Regions from separate parts of the Macaca mulatta genome. Here region 1 is linked to region 2. A link is a contact called in public Hi-C data. All regions are on one chromosome and are shown on one strand. Each heading gives the region's core, a stretch centred on a gene start, on an enhancer-like site or on the middle of the called end of the contact. The rest is flanking DNA. Distances are from core to core; before and after follow the strand shown. Region 1 holds the start of SARNP (SAP domain containing ribonucleoprotein). Region 2 holds the start of GDF11 (growth differentiation factor 11).

Evidence for each region. A called contact is a pair of places that touch in the nucleus more often than the background predicts.
Region 1: a contact with region 2 is called in a Hi-C map of fetal cortex germinal zone, with 2.4 times the contacts expected there. The contact joins the promoter of SARNP here to the promoter of GDF11 in region 2. A contact is called at or near these places in 3 of 14 Hi-C or Micro-C datasets (blood, fetal cortex germinal zone and sperm).

What each region holds. Positions count from the first base shown.
Region 1 is chr11:62,970,159-62,976,365 of T2T-MMU8v2.0, forward strand. It overlaps SARNP (SAP domain containing ribonucleoprotein), which reads right to left and starts at 2,421. Exons shown (of 14, transcript XR_013401154.1): 1 at 2,365-2,421. It overlaps ORMDL2 (ORMDL sphingolipid biosynthesis regulator 2), which reads left to right and starts at 2,743. Exons shown (of 4, transcript XM_015151930.3): 1 at 2,743-2,812; 2 at 3,697-3,871; 3 at 4,040-4,191; 4 at 4,962-5,549. The coding sequence starts at 3,698. The coding sequence ends at 5,097. DNAJC14 (DnaJ heat shock protein family (Hsp40) member C14) reads right to left here. Exons shown (of 7, transcript XM_015151920.3): 7 at 5,680-6,207.
Region 2 is chr11:62,894,241-62,901,242 of T2T-MMU8v2.0, forward strand. It overlaps GDF11 (growth differentiation factor 11), which reads left to right and starts at 1,879. Exons shown (of 3, transcript XM_015151924.3): 1 at 1,879-2,518. The coding sequence starts at 2,074.

The DNA.
Region 1 (6,207 bases), core at 1,171-3,670, 76 kb after region 2:
CCTCCGCCTCCCAAAGAGTTGGGATTAGAGGTGTGGGTCACTGGGCCCAGCCAAGATTTTTTTCAAAGGCAATAAAACCCCAAGTCAACCCAGAAGTCAGGATCATTGCATCAAGATCGCCAGTGGAACTAACTGCCCTAAAAATCAGAATCAAAGGCATGAGTTCTTTTTTTCTTTTTGAGATGGAGTCTCACTGTCTCCCAGGCTGGAGTGCAGTGCACCACCTCGGCTCAGTGCAACCTCCATCCCGGTCTCAAGCGAGTCTTGTGCCTCAGCCTCCTCAGTAGCTGGGACTATAGGCACTTGCCATCACACCTGGCTAATTTTCGCATTTTTGGTAGAGGCAGGGTTTCGCCATGTTGCCCAGGCTGGTCTCGAACTCCTGGCCTCAAGCAATCCGCCCACCTCGGCCTCCCAAAATGCTAGGATTACAGGTGTGAGCCACCACGCCCAGCCAAAGGCATGAGTTCTTAACCAGAGGTCCATGGACTCCTCAGGGCTACAAGGTAGTTTTATGAAGCCCCTCAAACTGCATGCAAAATATGTGTACATGCCTTTTTCTGGGGAGAGGGTCCATACCTTTCATCAGAGTTTCAAAGATATCTGTGACCTCCAAAAGGTTAAGAAGTGCTCTAGAGAAAAAGCAAAGACAAGCAAATGTGATTAAAGAGCGAGTTCTTTTTAGGCTGTCAAGAGTGCCTAATGTTCTCTTAGACTGTAACACTAAAATCAGGTCAGAGGACTTTATGTAAAAGTTACTTATCCAATCAAATACAAATTTAATATAGACCTGACAAATACAGATTTGATGGAAGGAGGAACTCCATAAACCAACACAATCTATAAATGTAAGTAAGTCATCGGGCAGCTGGTGACTTACTCCAGGGATTTCAAAAATAGGACAAATAGGAAGAAAATATTAGCTCTTCTATTCACAGTTCCTTTTTATCTCATTCAAAAATTCCTTTTCTGTGTATGTTTTATAACAGTATGGAAGTATACAATTTCTATAAGTACAGTATATATACACAAAGTGGAGATGATTGCTCAATTTTTTTTTTTTTTTACTCATCACAATATCAGGAGACCACTGATATAATCTATGCATTTCGGTACCATCAAGTTAACAATAACTCCAGAATAACACAAAAATCCACTAATAGAGTTTAGAATCCAAGAGTAAGAAAACACTAGCTTTCACAGAAAGACTAATTGGGGTCAACTAATAAGTGACTAAAGAAGGGTCCTCTCCCTACCCTTACTACCCTTAAGCTTTCTTAAACAACAACAACAAAAAACAAAACAAAACAAAACAAAAAACTCTTCAAGCTTTAAAGGATCACTTTTCAGTTTCAGCTACATCAGCCTGGTTTGTCCAAAACATGTAATGAGAAAACTACTTGTGAAACCACAATCAAGATTATCTTAATTTACCCTAAAAGAAAATACTTTTTAAAGTTTTCTGCTTTTTAATATATTTTTAACGTTTTTATATATCTAGGTGTGAGAAAACTACCAAGATTCTCACAAGACAATTTAAAACAGCTTCTGTGATTCAGTGTCAGCCAATGGTAACACCAGGAGATGCAGGACCCATCCGAGATATGAAATGGAAAAGAGATAATCTTAACCTTGGAACTGTTTTTCCCAAATATTGCAGGTATGAGTTCTCTCTGGTGGTAGGAGATGGTGTGTGAGGAAGGCCGGCGGGCCGAGAGCCGCGTGAGAGAACTCGAAAACTTTTAAATCAGAGGTGTCTGTACTTTTACTATTCTCAAGGTCTCCTCAATCCCAGGCTTCTAAGGCGAGACCGATCTTTTCTGAGAGGCCTCTCCCTGGTTTCAAAATTCGGCCTGGGGGCATAATCCCACCTAGAAAAGGGGAGTGGAAGTATTTTCTGAGTGTCTGGGACCTATTTAGAGAGAAATATACAAAAATGCCACCATTTGCTAACAGGCGAATCTCAGCTTCGGACGACAGACTGGAAACATCATCGCAGGGAAGAAAAACGGATCCTGGGTCGGACATGGGGCAAAAAGGAGGGACGAACTGACGTAATGCAGCCCTGAAAAGCAACGAGGAGTATAACAGGTAGAAGGCACTTACACAACCCGATGGGGAAGGATGACGGACGATACAACGATGAAGGGAGCAGAAATAAATAAATATAGCAGTAAAACCGTGAGGAGAAATGGGAAATTAGGGAAGGCGTAGTGTGGAAGGGTGGCACAAAAGAGCTACAGTGGGAGCCGAAAAACGAAGTGGAAAAGGCTGCAAAGACAACACGTAGGAGAAGCCGCAAGCTACCCTGTAGAATTCAGTTCCTAGAAAAGTCCAACTCAGCCCTTCCCCGATTCACTGTACCTTCAGCTTATGGAGCTCCACCGTTTCGGTCGCCATCTTGTTACCCCTCACTCCACTAGGCCCCCACCCGCTGCCTCCGCCTCCAGGAGCTCCCGCCTTAGGCGTAGAGATGCAAGACCGACCAATCGTTGTCACTCTTGCTCCCACGCCATACCATCAACTCTTCCCATTGGTCAATAGCTGACGTCGTTCTCACTTCTCTAGGCAGCTTTCCCCACCTCTTTCAAAAGGTGGAACAGGGAAAGGGGCGGGCACTGTATCTTGCGAACGACAGAAATGGCAACCAACTGTGCATCTGCATTACAGATCACCAACCAATGGGTGGTGGCAGCGCTGATTGTGTTCCTCCAATAGGAAAGGGGCAGACGGGGAGGCGTTACTTCCTGGAGACTTCAGGTGTGGTAGCCGGCGCTGCGCCCATAGCCGGGACGGGGATCTGAGTTGGCAGGTAGGGCTGCAAAGACCGTAAGGGTTGCTGAGGAAAAATGGTGGGAGAGGAAAGGGGCGCCGAGGAAGCGGTGACCTAAATATTGAGAGGGGAGCGCTGAAGGGAGCCCTGAAAATACCGACGAACGTGAGGAGGAAGCTGGGAGGGGCATGGGGCGGGCTTAAGGAACTGGCGGTGGGGCTGGGGCGGGCAACAGCCGCTTCCTAACCAGACATCAACAGCTTAAGAGCTACCACAATTTTAAAGAACCGAGTTCAGATAATCACTGCCGCCCCTGGAGTCAGAGCCAAGGCTCCATCTCTCCAGGCGTTGAGCTCAGGTGCCTTCCGAACCCAGTCCAGAAGCCGTGGGCAAGTTGTTGTCGTGCCCCCCGCTTGAGAGAAGTAATGGGGATGCTGACTGCTTACATGCCACGGAGGTGTGAGAGAGGGTGGACAAGCCCCAGAGAACAAAGTGGGGACCAGAGTGAGCTTTACTCTGTCATCCCTTCTTAGTGGTTCTTTGATGATTCCATGACTTTCTCCTGGAATACTGGGTGTGCGTGACCTCTTTATGGTTATTAACTTCTTCAGGAAAGTCAGATACTCCTATTTCCCTCGCTCACTGAAGGGAGTGCCCCAAGTCTACGTACACCTTCATGTTACAGTTGAAGTGTAAAGATCAGAGCAAAAATGACTGTGTCTCTAAAATGTAGTGAGGACTCTTCTTGTCTTTTAAAGTTTTCCCCAAGTTTTCAGTTTTTATTTTCTGCGTGATGGGTAAGTTCTTCATTCCCAATAGAGTTCAGGGAATTGGGGCTATCTGAGAGACAACTGGGAGAAAGCTCAAAGAGGGGTTGAGAAAAAACTGAGTTGGACTCCTGCCTGATCCCCCATTATGGCTAGGATGAATGTGGGGGTGGCGCACAGCGAAGTAAACCCCAACACTCGAGTGATGAATAGCCGAGGCATCTGGCTGGCCTACATCATCTTGGTAGGACTGCTGCATGTGGTTCTACTCAGCATCCCCTTCTTCAGCATTCCTGTTGTCTGGACCCTGACCAACGTCATCCATAACCTGGTGAGCACTAAACCGCGGCCTTGTACCCACCCCAGCGTTTCCCGACCAAAAGCAAAATAAAATCACCAATTGTTTGGGGATTTATGTGTTCCTTTTGGGATCTTAACATAATTCTTTGACTGAAGAACTACTCTCTGCCCCTCACACTGCCACCTTCCCTGTTCCCAGGCTATGTATGTCTTCCTTCATACGGTGAAAGGGACACCCTTTGAGACTCCTGACCAAGGAAAGGCTCGGCTACTGACACACTGGGAGCAAATGGACTATGGGCTCCAGTTTACCTCTTCCCGCAAGTTCCTCAGCATCTCTCCTATTGTGCTGTGAGTCTATGGGGGAAATGAGGATATGCTGGGTTAGAAAGAGCTCCAAGAGCCAGGGAGAAAGGCCCATAGGGAAGCTGTTAAAAAACAGACTACCCATCTAAAAGCCTTTGAAGATACTAAGGTATACTAGTTCTAAGTCTACAGAGAGCAGTAAAATGTAGAAGTCAATGCTGTAATCAAGCATTCCTTGCTGCCTCCTTGGTAGTAAGGAAATGAAAGGACTTAGAAAACATAAGTGCCAAATAAAACCAAATGATTTTACACTGCCAAAATAAGTAAATCAAGGCAGAACTGATAGTAATCTTCAAAAACACTGTAGGGAGTGGAAGCAAAGAGGACTCTTTAACAGTCATACAGACAAATAGCTTCAGCCGTCATTTGCCATGTCATTAGCAATTAACAGATACTGACTTATAGTCTCCAGTTAAAGGTGCTATCTCCTGAACCCCAAAGTAAATGCTGTTGATATAGCTGGAATAGTTTTAGATAATCTAGAACAGTAAATATACAGTAAAACTGGTCATTTAAAATAGAAGAGAAAGAGCAGGGCACTGTGGTGCATGCCTGGAGTCCCAGCTGCCTGGGAGGCTATGGCAGAAGGATTGTTTGAGCCCAGGAATTTGAGGTTGTACCACACGTATCACACCTGTGAATAGCCACTGCACTGCAACCTGGGAAACATAGTGAGAACTGTCTCTTTAAAAAAAAAAAAAAGAATATGGATAGGGAAGGCCAACCTCACTCACCCTATTTTTTTCTCTCCCCAGCTATCTCCTGGCCAGCTTCTATACCAAGTATGATGCTGCTCACTTCCTCATCAACACAGCCTCATTGCTCAGTGTACTGCTGCCGAAGTTGCCCCAGTTCCATGGGGTTCGTGTCTTTGGCATCAACAAATACTGAGGGATGGGTTTTGGGACAGCTCCATGGGCATAGGGAAGGCAGTGAAACAGAGAACTATAAAACATCCTTCTCTTATTCTCCATACTGTCTTCTACACCTTGAAAGTGTGAGAACTATACAACCTTTTCCAGACTCCCAAGAAGAGAAGAGATTGGCAAATGGGGCTCCTGGGCCCAGTCCTGCCAGCGGCAAGTTTCTTTGAATCAGGAAGGCAGGTGAGGTAAGGGCCAAATCACTCTCCTCCATAGCAGGAAGCCATTTGGGCAGCTTGTTCAGTGATTACATCTTTCCCTATCTTCTACACCTACCACCTTTTTTGCTGTGTATTTTTCTTATAATAATTTTTTCCAGCTATAGCTGCAGTTTAATCAGCAGGAAGGGCAGAGAGCTGTCCTCATAAGGCTGGGGGTAGGAAGATGGAATACTGACCTAATGTATAAAACTTAAAACAATTCTCTAGTCCCCTCTCCTTTGGTCCAGTAGGAGGTGCCCTTCACTCTAAGCTTAACACTTCTTGGGAAGGGATTCTCAAATGAGAAAAAGGGCTCCAGTTATATGGGCAAAAAAGAGGGAAGATACAGGTTACCAGTTATACATTTATAGAAAGATAATCCCCTGGCTTTAAATAGGTATGTACATACAAATATGAACAAACTTAAAAAAAAAAATACAAACCCTTGAATCACATGGGGGCTTCTGGGAACCCCTGCATCCTTCCCCCTCACCCAAGGGCAGTGGGCATGAATCTACTTTTTAAAAATGATTAATTTTGGCCATCCTTGCAGAAAAGAGCCTAAAATTGGGTGATTTACCCACAAAGTGAAAGTCGAGGGAAAATTCAGTTTCCACTCTCTGAACTCTATGCAGTAATCTCCTATCATTAGGGCTACATGCTTTCTTGTTCTGTCTTTTAAATATTGTATCGGGGTAAAGGAGAGGGCTCCTCCTGAAATGGTTCAAGAAAGAAGACAGACTTGTGGCTTTAAAAGGGTGGGAAAAAGTGTCATCTGCCCTAAAAGCAAATGACAAGACAAAGGCATACAGACCCCAGGGAAATACCCAGTTCCCACACCTAAAGGGATATACTGTCCAGCCCAGGTCCAGGCCCTA
Region 2 (7,002 bases), core at 629-3,128:
GCCAGCCCAACTTTAAGATATCTTATTGGGCTTTAATTCCAGAGAGGAAACCAATGCCCCTCTATTCTGAGAAGCCCAATAATAAAGTTCATCAATTTATTAAATAAACATTGTGGATGCCAGGAAATTAGCAAGACCTGATTCCTTCAAACATTTTCTTTTTTCTTTTTTTTTTTTTTTTTGAGACGGAGTGTCTCTCTGTCGCCCAGGCTGGAGTGCAGTGGCACCATCTGCCATCTCAGGTCACTGCAAGCTCCGCCTCCCCGGTTCACGCCATTCCCCTGCCTCAGCCTCCCCAGCAGTTGGGACTACAGGCGCCCGCCACCACGCCCGTCCAATTTTTTGTATTTTTAGTAAAGACAGTGTTTCACTGTGTTAGCCAGGATGGTCTCGATCCCCTCACCTCGTGATCCACCCGCCTCGGCCTCCCAAAGTGCTGGGATTACAGGCATAAGCCACCGTACCCAGCGTGACCCAAACATTTTCGATTTGACTATTGCTCCAGGGCTTTCAGATCCAGAAATAAGCCTGGAAAACCTGAAGTCAGAAGTTAAGCACCTTCAAAACAGTTTTTCACCTTAGTACTGTTCTACTCTGCTCTCTGGCTGTGTCCAGGGTCACACCTGAAGACTAGGGCTGGTCCCACATCTGTATTTCATCTCGTGCATCTGAGCGCAGACTTCTCTCCCATGCTCACCCTTGCAACCTCCATCCCCTTCTCAGACTTCTCAGACCCTGCAGATCCAAAGATATAGCTAGAAATCCAGAAATCCAGATTTCTCCTCAAGTATAGCAGCCTCCAGCCATCTCCTTCCCACCCCTCCCCCAGTGGCCTCTAGCTCCTGCCTTTTCCAGCCAGCTGACTCCCTTAGCCCTGTTAAGCCCCAATTTCAAGCTCAGTCTTCCCAGCTCTATGTCTTCCCTCTGTTTCAGTTCTTCCCATCACCTCTCCACCTTCTTAGGTTGTCCCTGACCTCTTCCTCTCCTAGTCCCCTTAATCCCTCTGATGAGCCTAGCCTGATGCTTCCTTCCACGGCTTCTTTGAGCATCTTCTTTGGGCTACCTCTGATGGCTAGAGCTCCTCTGGTCTCAAGTTCTCCACCTCTGTCCCCTGGGCTCTCCGTGCTCCCACCGAGGCTGACTCTTGTGGCTCCTTCTCTCAGGAGTTTCTGCCTTTCCTCTCCCCCACCCCCAATCCCCTGCACCTACCTCCTCAGGGGCTCCCTTGGTATCTCCCTGTCTGTGCCCCTCTCTCTCCTCCCCAATCCTGATTTCTCTCCCCACCTCTCTTTCCCAGGGCACTCCTCTGTCCTGTGTTCCTCTGCCCCTGTTCCCATCTCCATGACCCCCGATCTCTTGTGGTCTGGCTCTGTAGACCTCTGTCTCCCCCCGTCTAGTGGTACCCCTCTTCTCCCCATTTTTGTCTCCACTCTAACTCTCCCACTAGTTGTCCCAGTCTTTCTCCTCCTTGGTTCTGTGTCTCCCACAGACACACTATTTCCCTCTCTAGCTAAGTCTCTCACCTCTGCATCTTCCCCCTGACTCTTCTTTTCCTCCTTTGTCTCTCCCTCTCTCCTCCTCCTCCTTTTCCTATCTCTGTCTCGTCCCCCTTTTTCTCTCTGATTCTCCTTGGTCTCTCTGGCTCTGACTTTCCCCTATATCCGCCCCCCCCCCGCCCCCTCATATCTCTGTCTCTTCATCTCTCTCTGGCCCTTGCTCCCTCACTCCCTCCCTCTCTCTATTCCTCGGATCTCTCCGGCTCCCTCTCTCGCCTCGGATGACAGCGCTGCCTCTTTTGTTGGCTCCGCAGCCAATCGCGGCCGCTGACGACACGGGGGCCGGGGCTATAAAGGGCCTGGCCCGGGCTCGGGCCCCCCCAGCCGCCCGCCCCGGCCGCCCGCCCGCCCCGCCCGCGCGCCCGCCGCCCCCGGCCCCCCGGGTCCCCCCTCGGCCGGGCAGCCCCCAATCCCGCGCCGCCCGGACCCCCTCCTCCTCCCTCCCTCCTCCCTCCGCCCCCTCCCCGCGGGACTCCGGCGTCCCCGCCCCCCAGTCCTCCCTCCCCTCCCCTCCAGCATGGTGCTCGCGGCCCCGCTGCTGCTGGGCTTCCTGCTCCTCGCCCTGGAGCTGCGGCCCCGGGGGGAGGCGGCCGAGGGCCCCGCGGCGGCGGCGGCGGCGGCGGCGGCGGCGGCAGCGGCGGGGGTCGGGGGGGAGCGCTCTAGCCGGCCAGCCCCGTCCGTGGCGCCCGAGCCGGACGGCTGCCCCGTGTGCGTGTGGCGGCAGCACAGCCGCGAGCTGCGCCTAGAGAGCATCAAGTCGCAGATCTTGAGCAAACTGCGGCTCAAGGAGGCGCCCAACATCAGCCGCGAGGTGGTGAAGCAGCTGCTGCCCAAGGCGCCGCCGCTGCAGCAGATCCTGGACCTACACGACTTCCAGGGCGACGCGCTGCAGCCCGAGGACTTCCTGGAGGAGGACGAGTACCACGCCACCACCGAGACCGTCATTAGCATGGCCCAGGAGAGTAAGTGGGCTGCGGGGCGCGAGCAGTGGGGTGCTGGCTCTGGCCCCGCGATGGGCGCCTTCTGCTCCAAGCGGGGCGCTCCCTGCTGCCCCGGCCCGGAAGCTTTTCCTGCGAAAACTTGACGAATTAGGGAGCGGGGGCTACTTCATAGAAGTTTTTCGAGCGATGGAGATGGGCTGCAAAGTTGTATGCACGCCCAGTTTCCGGAGGTTGGGGCGGGGGGAAATGGGGCGGGTTTCGAGATACTGCCTTCCACCCCCAGTATGCGAAAAAGACCGTTGTTGGAGTCCGGGGAAGCTGGGGCTGGGCAGCGACTCTGTCCTGAAGAGCCGTGGCTGGGAGGCTGGAGAACAGAATCGGGAGGCTGCAGGACCCCCGCAGCCCCAGCTGGACTGCAGTGCTCCCTGCCTCCCAGTGGCCCTGGCGCTAACTCCCCACTCCGTGCTCCTTTCGCAGCGTGCCCACTCGGCTGCAGAGAACTGTGTGCTCTCTCCCAAGAATAGGGTCCCAGAGCCTGTACACCTCCTGGCAACCCAGCTGGCACCCTTTCCATCCTGAGCCTTGTCTCAGACCGGGTATCCGAAGGGGTGGAAAAGCTGTGCCTTCTTGATACTGACCGAGCTCAGAGAACTCAACTCCATTGCGCTGGGGGCTAAGGACACTCATTGGCTACTCAAACCTTAGTGTTCCATCCCTTATTTGCCCGCCCCTACCGCAGCTGGACTTGAGAGAGAGGAAGACCTAGGAAAAAAGAGAAAGAATAGATGGGGGAGCGGGAACCCAGGCATCCGAGCCCCTGACCAAACGGAAGATGAACATATATAATAGACATGAGCTGCTTTGAAATTTTATGACCTGGAAAATCCAGGCGAATACTACACCCGTCCCCCCACCCCCGCCCTTTCCAGCTCTCCCTAGGGTCAGGTGACTCCTTCTCCTCCTCCCCCACTGAGGTCTCCCCCCTCCCCAACTACAGGGAACCAGGCCTCTCTTATTCCCTAGTGGTTTGGCAAGGTTCCCCCCTTCCCACAGCCCCCTGCAACACACACAGAGTTTGGTTTTATGGCTGTGAACAGAAGACGGGGGAGACTGGTTTATTGGCAGATGGGTCATAAAAAGCTGGGGGCTGAGGGGAGTCCCAGTGGCCCACCCCCATGGGAGAGGCACAGGAACCCAGGTGTGCATCTGGGAGGCTGAGTGCCTCACACTGCCCCTGGTATTTCTGCAGACCTCTCAATTCCACAATACTTGGTCGGGGCTGTTAAGCTCAAAGAACCAGGAAACTAACTGGCTGTGGGGGTGGGAGGCATGGGGATCTGGTCTCGGGTTCCTCAGTTTCCCTTCTATTCTTAAGGCTTCTGCTTATGGAAGCTAGTAGGATCAGTCTCAGATCGACTGAGGGTAGGGGGTGGGGTTTCTAGGAAACAGAGTTATAGAGGAATTCAGATCAAGAGTTTGCTGGAAGATGAAGGTTACAGAGGGAAAAGATACTCTAGTCTATGTGGTGTAGTGTGTGTGAAGATTTCCAGGATGGGTGATGGGGCTGTGGACTTCCCCTTGCCCCTAAATATCCTTAGCATCCCTTAACCAACAGGCCCGAGCCCACCAGAGTTAGCTCTGGCAATGGGAATACACGAAATGAAGGGACCCTGCCTACATGAGTTGGGCTGTGCAGGTGAGGCCTGGGTGGGTGGGGAGGGGACACTAGCTGGTGGGATCCCATCCCAACTTCCACTCTGGTGCCACCCCAGGACTTGTGCAAGTAGGGAACTGGGTCTCCGGCCAGGTATTGTACGTCCCCTTTAAGAGCCTAGCTGAGCTCTTAAGAGAGGGAGGGGGAGTGGAGGGGAGGGGAGGGGAGGGAGAGAGGGGAAAAGGAAAAAGAGACTTTTATAGTCTAATCCCCAGGGACCCGCTTTAATAAGAGACTTGTGCTCTGCTAATCGGGGGAGGTGTTTGTCAGCAGAGATGGCCTCCGTTCCCCTCCCCCTCCCTCCCCTCCCCCAGCCCTCAACCCTGGACCCCAGCCCCCACCTCTCCTAGGCTGCTCTGCCTGCCCTAGTTCCCTCTACCCTCTCAGGCTCTCCCACCGAGCCTTCATCCTGGGAACCCAGCCCCCTGCCCTTCTGGGAGCCAAGCCCAGCCCCTGAGTTTCTCTCCTCCCCACACCAAGAGGCCCCTGCCCTCTCAGCCCAACCTCCTGCCCTTAGGCCTTCCAGCCATGGTTGGGAGTGTGTGTGTTGGGGGGGGTTAGGGTAGGGGGAAGGGGAGGTGGTGTGCAGGGAGGGGGTTGGGCATTTGCTGAAAATAGTGCAGTGACCTCTCTCTCCCACCAGCGCCGCCTACTAAACCTGACCTGCTGCCTGCCACCAGCCCGATCAATTCAACACAGATGTGGCCCCTTTTCCTCCCCATCAGAGCTCGGCATATGTGTGTTGGGGACTCTCTCAAGCCCCGTTTCCCTCTGTGGCTCTACCTGCTTCTCCTTTGTTCCTCCGTCTGTACCCTTTCTATCCTTTCTCTCCTTTACCCCACTAGGTTTAGCTTCCTCCCACCTTTAGCTTTCTAACCATCACCCACTCCTTTCTATCACTGCCCCCGCATCAGGATTCTCAAACTCCCAAACTTATTCTCCCTTTGCCATGATTATCCCCTGCATTTTTCCACTCTAGCCTCTATTTCTCCCCCTATATCTACTCATCTGCCTTCAACTCTTAACTCATCTCCCTCACCATCTCCAGTCTCTCCCCTGGCTCTTCTCTCTGCTCTTTCCTTTTTCCCTATGCCCTACCTCCTTGTAGCACTGACTGTCCCCTGTCCACTGGGGGACAAGTACATGGAACCAAAGACTTAGATGTAGCCCTCATCTTCAAACCCTGGATCAGCTTAGGTAGAGGGAGGGTTATGTTTAGAGCTTAGTAGAGAATGTGAAAATAGTAGTAGCTTCTCAATAAATGTTGGTTTGTTCGTTTTCTATTTTCACATTCTCTAGTTAATGCTTAGCACTTATGTGAAGCAAGAATTATATCACACTGAGAAGTTTAGTAAAGTTATATAGTGGTTAGTAAGGAATCAGGCAGTGATTAAACCCACTTCAATTATAGTCAAAGAACAGAATTTAGATGCCAGGAAGAACTTTCAGGCACTTGCCTGTATAATTTAAGATTGGGAGTTTAGGGAGTTCATTGACTGCGTATTTACTGAGTGCTGTCTGCCACTATGGGAGGCACTAAAGCTACAATGGTGAGCAAAACAGACACAGTATGAATAACATAGTGTCTACTCTCATGGAGGTTAGTACCTAATGGCAAGAAAACAGGCAATTCCTATGCTGAAATTAGGTAGAGTATGCTATTTGGGATGTTGCTTGTCACTCCCCATCTCACTAGTAGCTTCCCTACCCCAGCTACTTCTAATCTCTGAATTCTCACTCCCCAAACCCTACTCCATTGCACCATCACTGAAGCTCCAGCCAGTAAAATAACTGGACTGCCAGGGCCCTGGGACCTCAGAGAATAATCAAGAAAAAAAAAAAAAAAAAAGCTATAGAGACTTTGGGTATCATATCCTGAATATATGAAGTTCATTAAGCATTTTCCTCCTCATCTCACTTAGAAGGTCCTCTTTCTCCCAGGGTGGGAGTGGGGAAAAGCTGACAGGACATCCTAAGTCCGTCCTGATTTTGCAGAACTCAAGACATGGGGAGGATACTTAAAGGCCCAGACTTCCTGACTCTGCTTCTATGGCTCTGGAAGCTCATTCCTGATTCTTCCTATCTAGAGTGAGGATAGACATATACTGTCCAATGGAGACATGTTGTAGGGCACTCCCAACTGACTTAAGAAAGGCAGTGAAGAGGAGCTGGAATGGAAGCAGAGGCAGATATTTATTGAGAATTGTTCATTAGACCCAAGAAGGATCAATTTATGGTCCAGAGCAAGGAGAAATGGGTCAAAATGTAAAGTTGGGATGTTAAAACTTTGTCATGACCTACCAGCACTAGACTGAGAAGCCAAAGGAAGCTCAGGGGAAAAAAAAGGCATTGTAGTTGATCTGGTGTATTTAATATTATTTCTGGTGCTTTAGGCAAATAGGAGGCAACACCATGAAGGTAATTATTCCTTTCCTCAAGAGCTGGAGCAGTCATGGTGATGATGATGAAGCAGCAGCTGAAGAAACTTCTTAGGAGAGAATGGGGAGACAGATGTATAGGAAGTGCTTGGATAGTTCCATTTTGCTAGGTGTTATTCCTAATGGGAGTGAGGCAAGAAGCCTAGATCTGAATTCTGGTTTACATAATGGGGTAAATTTAGCTCATGCTCCCTATCTGGACCCTGGGTTATCCCCTCTCTGAGGCCACCTGTGTTTTTGTTTTTGTTTTTTTTTTTGTTTTTGTTTTTTGTGGCGGAGGGATGTGCCAGGCTCTACCTGCCCAGCAGATAAGTCAGAGCAGATAGGGGGCAAGGTGACGTAAGGGCAGCAGG